2 separate regions of the Zea mays genome follow, and region 2 is linked to region 1. Evidence: chromatin contacts called from public Hi-C data. All regions are on one chromosome and are shown on one strand. The core of a region is the stretch at or near the end of the contact, and the rest is flanking DNA. Distances in the headings are between cores, read along the strand shown. Region 1 holds the start of LOC100502273. Region 2 holds the start of LOC100192509.

What was found. A called contact is a pair of places that touch in the nucleus more often than the background predicts.
Region 2: a contact with region 1 is called in a Hi-C map of endosperm, with 2.6 times the contacts expected there. The contact joins the promoter of LOC100192509 here to the promoter of LOC100502273 in region 1. A contact is called at or near these places in 4 of 25 Hi-C or Micro-C datasets (bundle sheath, ear, endosperm and 1 more).

Annotation. Positions count from the first base shown.
Region 1 is chr2:27,949,790-27,954,589 of Zm-B73-REFERENCE-NAM-5.0, forward strand. LOC100502273 reads left to right here and starts at 2,261. Exons shown (of 6, transcript NM_001196750.1): 1 at 2,261-2,503; 2 at 2,605-2,673; 3 at 4,124-4,189; 4 at 4,474-4,595; 5 at 4,672-4,800. The coding sequence starts at 2,356. LOC100383817 reads left to right here. Exons shown (of 6, transcript NM_001176449.1): 4 at 177-572; 5 at 659-1,060; 6 at 1,171-1,310. The coding sequence ends at 1,054. It also overlaps the pseudogene LOC109943980.
Region 2 is chr2:28,217,387-28,222,186 of Zm-B73-REFERENCE-NAM-5.0, forward strand. LOC100192509 reads right to left here and starts at 2,005. Exons shown (of 12, transcript NM_001308359.1): 1 at 1,837-2,005; 2 at 1,226-1,358; 3 at 698-992; 4 at 491-562; 5 at 331-389; 6 at 103-238. The coding sequence starts at 950.

The DNA of each region.
Region 1 (4,800 bases), core at 1,011-3,510:
ATAGTTCTGGATTATGTGCCAACCTCCATAACTGAACGAATTTGCAAACTAATTAGAGAACAGAATGACACAAACATGTGTGCAAGAGTTGCCACATTTTGATATTAGCTCCTTGCTGAATGGGAAGTTACCAATGGCCGCTGCTGTTTAATTTGTTTCTCACCTCCTCCTCGCAGGATGCCTGCGTTCTATGCAAAATCTTTCAGAAAAGTGGCCCAGGGCCCAAGATTGGCGCACAGTATGGTGCCCCATTCAATGAAGAAGACTGGAACGATGCCAGTAATGTAGAGTGTTCTCCATGTGTGCCTTCTGTGGCCCCTTGCGCACCTGAATCAAGTCGTGGTGGGTTGAATTCTGCTGGTCAACGCCTGGCTGTGAGTTATGATGTCAAGGTTTCCTTGGGCTCCTCGGCAGAAGGTATCAACAGACCTGCTGTCAATGGAGTTCATCCTGTCAGACCTTCTCCTGATGCTCCTAATGACTGCATACACATTCAATTGCTGGCTGAGGTTATGAGATGTTCCTCAACCTCAATGCATGTTTTACGTACTGCTGGTGACGATGGTTTGCTGGTAATTTCGTTGATGCCAGGCTACTTTCTTTTTTTGTTTTGTTTCTTGTTAGCTCCAGTGACTTTCTATTTCTGGTGTCGATGCAGGCTGATTCAACTGCTGACTACAGTAGTGATAATAGAATATCTTTGGATGCTATTGAAACTATATTCTGTGAAGTGGATGAGCTTGGGCCCCAGGCTATGGTGAACAATACTAACCATTGTGACTCATGCGGTGAGTATTTGATTCACCCTACGATGGTGGCACGAGGAGCTGAACAGTACTTAGAGCTAAATGACCTGTCCTTTTCGCTCACCGATGGTCCTGATTCCTGTGGCGTGCTTTTCTCTAATGGTGTATCTGTTGAGCAACTACCGGATCTTGAGCTCAGGTTTGAGCAGTTCTCTCCTGACCACATCTCCAATACCGCTATTGCTTCCACATCAACAACGGTTGGTTCATCTGCTTCAGTGCCCTTATTGGAGGATCACAGGACCTGATTCAGAGTATGCTCGCTGTCACTTGTTACTTTGAGGTTTTGATGATGGCTAATCTATGTGTTTTTTTTGTGTGTTGATAAGAAACCCGGCTAAGCAAGCTGGTTGCCATTTTGCAGATTGGAGTCATCTGGCGCACATGTTAATTGAATCTAGGAGGATCTGCAGGACAAAGGCATAATGCTCCCTTTTTTTCAATTTTCATGAAGTTAGAATTTTTTTTTGGATGAAGGCACGGATTAGTGACCACTTGGCACAGAAATATGTTTGTGTTGCGGCTTGTGAATCCAGGACCATTTCTCTGCCTGTAGTTTTGCATGGTAGAACTAGATGGGCAACAACAAAATGTGTTCAGTATTGAATAACGCACTCACTGCATTAACTACTTTGCCTAGCTTAGTATAGTATTCTGGATCTTGAGGCAGGGTAGAAGTGGGGGTGTGGGACAATGTACTCACAGCTTGTTGTCATTTAGCAGCAATATCTTGTTTCGGTAACCTGTGGCAATATCTTGTTTGGTTACCTGGATTTGCTAGTGCCCAGGCAAGATGATGTTTTCGTTGACGCCATAATAATAAATAGCAATCGATTTTATTTGCAAGGACGAAGAAGACGCTGCAGCTATTTTGCTGAGGGATTATTCATTATTTGGATAGAAATCGTGTAGGAATTTAATATTTTGCTGAGGGATCATTTGGATAGATAGAAATCGTGTAGGAATTTAATAGGAATCAGTTCGATTAATAGCGCAGATTTTCCACGTTTCAAGCAGGCCATCAAAGAAAATTAAGCATGTTTGGTTTGCTGTCTAACTTATCACACTTTGCTTAACTTTTCTGATTAAGGTTAGTTTTTTAATTCGAACGACTAACTTTAGGCAAAGTATGGTACAGTTAACCACGAATCAAACAGGTCCTTCATCCTTGCAAAAGAAAATATAATTTCCGTAGGCGTCGGTCATTTCGACTGATTTGTTGTTGCCGACGTTTCGTCCCATGATAAAGGAAAGGCACGAGTTGACCACTAGAATAGTAGAGAAGTAGTTCAGTTTAGTAGTAGTTTTGATTATGACGAAATGTTTCGCTATTTTTTTTACGAGTGTTAGTTAGCGCTGGGCCTGGGAAAGAGAAGAAAAGGGAAGGGCCCCATCTACGCCCGCCCTCGTGTACCTGGAGCCGTCGGCTTCCGCCAGCGCCCAGCTGGAGGTCTCGCTGTTCCCTTCACGATACGCCCCCCCAAAGCGGATCAAACCCTAGATCTCGTCTTGTCGCCCCGTTCCTCCGATCCCATCCTATCCGATCCTCATGGATTCCTCCTCGTCCAGCCTCAGCCAGCAGCCCGAGTTCGACTACCTCTTCAAGCTACTCCTTATCGGCGACTCCGGCGTCGGCAAGAGCAGCCTCCTCCTCCGCTTCACCGCCGACTCCTTCGATGACCTCTCCCCTACCATAGGTGATCTCTTTGACTTCGATTATATTCCCCGATCTGATCGCCTCCCCTCCTCGCGGCATCAGTGTAACCTCAATCTCTGTTCCCCTATTTATTTCCTTCAGGTGTTGACTTCAAGGTGAAGATGGTTAGCATTGGTGGCAAAAAACTCAAGCTTGCCATCTGGGACACAGGTACCAAACCATTGTCTTAATAACACCAGCATGGTTCTTTTTCTTTACATTTTTTTAGATTAAGGAACACAATGATTCCAGCATACCCCATTCATTCATGAATGAGTACAGCCACACAATACAATTTCAAGGATGCTTAGATCCAAATCCGTTAAACCGCACACAAAACATCACAGCACCAAATGGAGAAGAAAAAAAATAATAAAAATGCTCTAATGAATCCAACAGAGCTTACTTGTCAATTCTTTACCTATGTCCCAACTGAAATCCAATGGCTCAGCACGTTTGAAGCAGCATATACAGGACGGGGACTTTTCAGCAAACAAATCACGGGTAGGAGGAGCACCACAGGCCACAGCGAAGATTGGGACTGCTTCTCAGTGAAGTGGAATGCCGCAAGCATGATGCCATGGTGCCAACGGAGGTCCTAGTTATCGTGGCGCCTATGGTCCTGTGGTTTAGCAGCAGCAGGGGTGCATCCAACACCACGACGGTCTTCTTGCTGAACTTGGTGTCGAGGCAGAATATAGCAGCCTACACCTCATGGAGTCCACGAGTTTGGCTGTCATCTCGCAAGTCAGCATCCTAGCCAATGAGTAGAAGTGTCCTAGTGCAGCGGCGAGAGAGTAATTAAACCGTGGCTGCTTGGGGAGCGTGAAGCCGTTGGAGATGTCGAGAAGGCCTGTTGCCATAGAAGAATAGACGCTGCACGGGCAGCAAGTCCCTAAAGACTAGGTTGAATTTAAGAATGTGGGCGGCATGCCATTAGCTCTCATGGTTGCCTCGCTGCCGGCGACGGTAAGACATCCCATGTTAGTGCTGCATGTGACGGCAGCCCCCAATTGCCCATGGCAGCGCGTCAGTGAACTAACACCGGCGACAACATTTCTTCCTCTCTCCATGGCAGCCCAAAACCTTCTCGTCTGGGTCGACCATGTGCGGCACGCAGGCAAGATGGCCGGTGGTTTCCGTGCGGACCGATAATGTGGGAGATCGGTGTGGGTTCCATCTTCTCCTAACCGGCTCGACTTCCGCCCCCTTTTGGCCATCTGGGGAGGAGCGTGAGGGCTGCAGTGGCGCGGAGCGCAGGAGGGCTGTGGTGGTGCGGCGCGCGGTGTGGGACAGCGAGAAGCCTCATTTTGCAGCGTGAATGGATGATGGAATTTTTTTCCCTAAGCAATAGGATGATGTTTGGACAGATAGAGAGGCTCGAAAGTTACATGGTGACTTATCAGAGGCAAGTGACCGAGTCCAATAGTAGCAGAAAACAATCATTTTGGTCTGTCCTTTTCCCTCCGTATTTTGTTTGGAAGAGCTAGCTATTCCATTGGACAGTGCCATTCTTGTTCTGATTGTGTCCATCTTATTCTTTACCCTCTCTATTTGTACATCTTACATTCTTTGAGTATGATTGTGCCTTTGTTGTCGCTGACGATTACCTGTTATGCAGCTGGACAAGAGAGGTTTAGGACCTTGACCAGCTCTTACTACAGAGGGGCACAGGGGATCATTATGGGTATTACTCGTAACTACTACTGTCCTGTAAATTTGTCGCATTGCACTTTTTTTCCTACTAAGACACTCTCTAGTTGATATTGTTAAATAGGATAATTTCTTTTTATCAACCAAAGTGTCTAAATTCCATTACCAAGTTTTGCATAGCTTTAGAGTCACCACACTTGGCAACACATTTCCTGTTGTATTTGTGCTTGCCCTTTTTTATCTGCTTGCATCTTGTTTGGCTCTGTTGAATTATTGCATAGACACACATGATAATTTTATGTGTCATCAAATTTCCAGTGTATGATGTCAGTCGACGAGAGACGTTCACCAATCTTTCTGATATATGGGCCAAGGAAATTGACCTGTATTCAACCAACCAGGACTGTGTAAAGATGCTTGTTGGAAATAAAGTAGACAAGGTAAAGCAATTGTAAAATTTTGTAGTCTCCTTTTGCACCTTTGGAAACAACTGATTTAAACAGTTCGTTTTGGCAGGAAAGTGAGAGGGCTGTCACGAAAAAGGAGGGAATTGAATTTGCCAGGGAATACGGTTGTTTGTTTCTAGAATGCAGTGCGAAAACAAAAGTAAACGTAGAACAGTGTTTTGAGGAACTGGTTCTAAAG
Region 2 (4,800 bases), core at 755-3,254, 270 kb after region 1:
TTAGCATCTTTCAGTGGCTTAATTTAAATAAAGGAAACTTGGACACAACAGTCTCCAGACCGACAACGCTTTGGATTCATCTACAGCTAACAGCTGTAGTACCTTCAGAAACTCTTGGGGCGTAGCCATCGCCGTATGACCTTGGGAGAAGCAGGGTGTTGGCCTGCAGCAAGCAGACCATGGCCATCAAGTGCAGCACGGACAGCACCTCGTACCAGACATCTGAAATGGCTGTCTCCTGAGATTGAAAAGCTGATGAATTTACATATAGCTGATTTCGAGCAACAAAACAGCAGCGAGTTCACGGAATCCATGGCTGGACACACATACCTCAGCATTATCCTCTTGGTTACTCCAGGTGAACTGCACTTTGTGTCTCAAGACGCTACCTGCACGTTTTACAGAACGGGCGAATAAGAACAACAGAACTGTGAAAAGAAACAAGAGCAAACCAACCACCCACCACATTATTGCAGCAGCTATTCCTCACCTTGTTGTGCTAGTCCCAGCAGAACTGGCAAGTAGTCTTCGAGGGCCTGTAGAAGATTGGCTGTACTAGACCCTGCACACAGAGAAAGCAAACCGGCGGGCCCAGGTCAGCAGCGAGAGAGCCCTCAGCTTGCAAGACAAAGCTAGGTATACCAATCCATCCAGGCGCTGTACCACACCGCCCCCTTCTCCAGTGGCCTACACACACCGTGCCGTGCAGCCGCCTTCCGCCTGGGCTTGAGCGCCGCCGCCGATTCTTGCATTGCCATCTCGACGACCCGCGACCTCAGAGCCGACAGCCGCTCGACTATAGCCCTGGCCAGGCAGCCGCCGAGCGCCTGGGCGAAGTCGACGGCCCTCGGCACCCGGAGGCCCGGGAGGAAAACGACCACGTCGCCGACGCTCCCAGGCCGTCTCCGGCGCGCCCCGGCGTCCTTGTGGCTCGACGCCCCGCACCCCATGCCTGTGGCTGTGCAGCGGAAGCGGCCCGCTTAGGTATCTATCTGCAGGCATGACGAATTCACCACGACATCAGGAACACAACAACAGACACACACACACACAAAAAAAAAACAGCGAAGAAGAAAGAGCTTCGCCGCACACGAAGAATTCACGGCAGAACCAGAAGATACCACGAAGAAAAAGAGGGTTTTGGAATTCCTTTTTTTTTTTGTTCCTTCTTCCTAGGCATACAAACGGGTTTGAAGAGAGAAATGTTCCTTCTCCCAACTCTCACCTTTGCGCTCGCTCCCTTCCCTCCGGGATTCTCGAGACCACCAGCCCCCGCCCGGAATCGAAGCCTCGACCAGCAGCAGCAGAGGCCGCCACTATCCCTCCCGCCCCCCCTGCTCCCGGCCGTCTCCGCGGTGCTGCACGCGCGCGCAGCACAAAGCACGCACAACGGACAAGGACAACACAAGCGAGCGGAACGGAGCGAGAGGCGACTGGTCTTATCCTGTAGACGTTCGCGGTGGTGGGGGACCAGGACCAGTAATCAGCATCGGAACCGTAGCGCAACTTGGCGTAATGTACGGCCAACCGGCATACTTTTCGCCCAGAAAAGACGTTTGCGTGTGTGTGTGTTTGGAAATCGGCCGCAAGTTGTGCCGTAAAGAAAACGCTGGGCGCGAGTGCCTGGCGCTAGCTGCTAGTGCTACCACCATGAGCAGCAAGCAGTAGGCCGAGCAAAGCAATGCATCACCGGCCGGAGAAGAGACGCCTCCGATCCACCGCCGTATATCGAAACGCGCGTTGGAGTTCGCTGAATCGGAAAGCTGTTTCGGAGATTGTGGCATCGAGCAGAAAAAAAAAATCCGGAGGAAGAGAACCAACGAACTAATCCCTCACCTCAACGACGTATGGGCAGCCCGCCCGCTAGCTGCTCCTTTCTAGCTGCCGGGCGCATTTCAGGGAAGAGGGAGGAACTCAGCTGTGTTCGATGCAACTTCTTTGTTCCTCCTGGTCCTGGTGAGCTGGACTGCAGGAGGAAGCCTTGAGAAGGGAGGGAGAGCAGAAGAAGGGAGAGGCCTACAGGGTTGATGAGATGACCTGTGTCTATCAATTATGAGGCAGGCGCACAGCTGGTCAGCGGCACGGAAACTCGCGAGGAAAAGATCTCGTGGTGAGTCATGCGGTCATGCCTGCGGGCTGCGGCACAAACCTGTGATCTCCCCGCTTGCACGACCGGCCGCCTATCACGTGAACTACCAAGGCTCAACCGCTTGTCCAGACACCTGTATGGCTGTGCCGATCGGTCGGGAAATTCGGAGTATATGATATGATAGGATATGATAGAATAGGATAAACCAGATGCCCTCAAAGAACTGGAGAGTCGACGCAACGCAACGCAAGAAAGACTTGACCGGAGTGTAAGGCAGGCGGACATTTCTTCTACGTCTTCTTCGGGCTCTGGAGAATCGCGGAGCGGAGCATGCAGCTAGCAAAATTCGGTCGGGCGGCGAAACAAAGTTCCACTTTTGCACTGGGACGACGGAGGGAGGACTCGTTCCTTATGCGTTTGTTTGGTTCTCTGGCCTGTGTGGTTCCGAGTTTGATTGGAACGAGCTAGCGTAGATGACGTACGAGTGCGTACGGTACGGAGAGCACTGTGCTTTTGGTACGTGTTGAAGCAGTCCTCCTACCCGATCGACGTCCGCGCAACAACTAATTAACTCCCAGCGCTGGATCACGGCATGACGACATGAACACACCCGCTTGCTTAACCCCTCCGGATCAGATTAAAAAATAAGCGCGGCGGCCACCCCCTCATCATAGACTCATAGGATCGCTACGCCTTTGTTTGGAGCGTTTTCGCGGTCTTACTAAAGGCGTGTTTGGTGTGGCGTCTAAGTCGCCACACCGCGCCACACTTTTAAGCCTCAGGTGTGGCGCCTAAATCGACCGCCACACATATGGCTTAAAAGTGTGGCGCGGTGTGGCGGCTTAGGCGCCACACCAAACACGCCCTAAATGTCGAAGCATAATAAGGGGCCCTCATGGTGATCGAGCCACTTATTAGGAAGCTGTTTGGTTAATTCGTATAAAAAACCAATCTATTCTATTTGACATAGTGCATCATGAATCCATTATATAAATTTAGTAAAATAAACTCATTTATGATATTATCAGTAATTATTAGCCTACGAGAAATGAAATGGTGATAGGATACACTCCTTCCATTCCACAAATTCAACAAAAAAGTGAGAAAATGCATTCCACAAAATCAAACAAGAAAGTGAGAAGATGATAGACTATCTCATTCTTGAAACCAAACATGTTATTGTTCTATTATTAATTAGTCACGCACAGTAACGGGTCAGAGTGATTAACAGCGTGAGCGCGTATGGGCTAGCTCTTAACCCCTTGGGACCTGAGCGAATGGACGCTGGCAATGCATTTTAATTTGTCTCACGGATTCTTGAGGGCAGACGGTACGGTTGCAGCAAATCTGCGCTGCGCACATGCGGTGCTGATGCGCTCCCGATCCCCGCGCGTATCTGCCGCAGATGCTACACACTAGCTTGTGCGTCAAAGCAAGGTGTGCGTGTGTGTGTCAGGCGGCTTTTGGTTGTTGTCGTTCTTGCAAATGCATGCACCCACCCTTCTACCGCTCGGCTCATAATACAGCGATGTAAACGTAATAGAGAGTCCAAGACCACAGATATTGATAGATAGAACCTCCATTTATTACTGTTTTATAATTTAGATTATACTGTTTGAGTATAGTTTGAAATATGGATCGAGTAATATAGAGAAGGTAATAGAGAGTCTACTGAATTATATATAGTAATAATTGTCGTCCGCCGTTGCATTTACATCAACATGGGTGTCATGCACCTTCCTGCCGAAAGCGGAAAGGCGGCGGCAGATAGACCTTCCCCGTTTCTGGATAAGCATCGATCGCCTGCGCACCCTTAGCTTCAAAACAAAGTTTAGGCTACGGGATCTAGCTAGACTAGAGTTAAGCATGTACGCGCGTGACCACAAAAAGGGAGCAAGCTAGGCCGTGCTATGCGTAATACGTGAGCTTGCTGCTGTGCATGGCACCCTGGACTGTCTTTCTAGCTACTTTAATATAATAAGCGCATGCATAATTGCATATACATTCCATAAAATGGTTAGGGCCAACAGATCGACCTCAAGTTGCTTGCCAAAACTCCACGCTAGAACTCCGCGCGTGCTGCAAGTGCAAGAGCTCTTTTTTCATGGCTTTTCCGCTGGAGGCGCGCGGTGGGTGGATGATCCACAAATTAAAGCCATCTCCTGTCCGTCCAAAAAGGCGAACAAATTAAGATTGTGGATGGCATCACATCCTTCCCTCTTGCGGTTAGTCGCTTCATCAGCTCATATACTACGGTACGTGCTTCCAAAAGATTGTGGACGGCACCAACAGTGCATAGAATTTCCCCTGCCCAATAATTGCGACCCAACAGTGCGTCAGGTATTATATTGTTATGAACAGCTGCAAACTGATTGCGTTGCCTCGGCGAGAGCCTTGCCATGCTCACGAACTGGCGCGACCCCAGCGGTCGAGTTTCCACCGGCGGCGTGCGCTTTCATGTGAGAATTGAGCCGCAGCGTATGTTGACTTGCATGCTACACCCGCAGTCCCAAGTGGCGAGCGTTGATATGGCCACCGCACTCGGCGCAGATATGGATGCCAGCCAGACGCCCACGGCAGCTGCTTGCGGTACACAGTAGGGCTAGTAGCTGCTAGTGCTAGTCGCTGTGGTCATTACCAGCTCTTGTTAGAGTTCGGACGCCTTAGAGGGTGTTTGGTTTCTAGAGACTAATATTTAGTCCCTACATTTT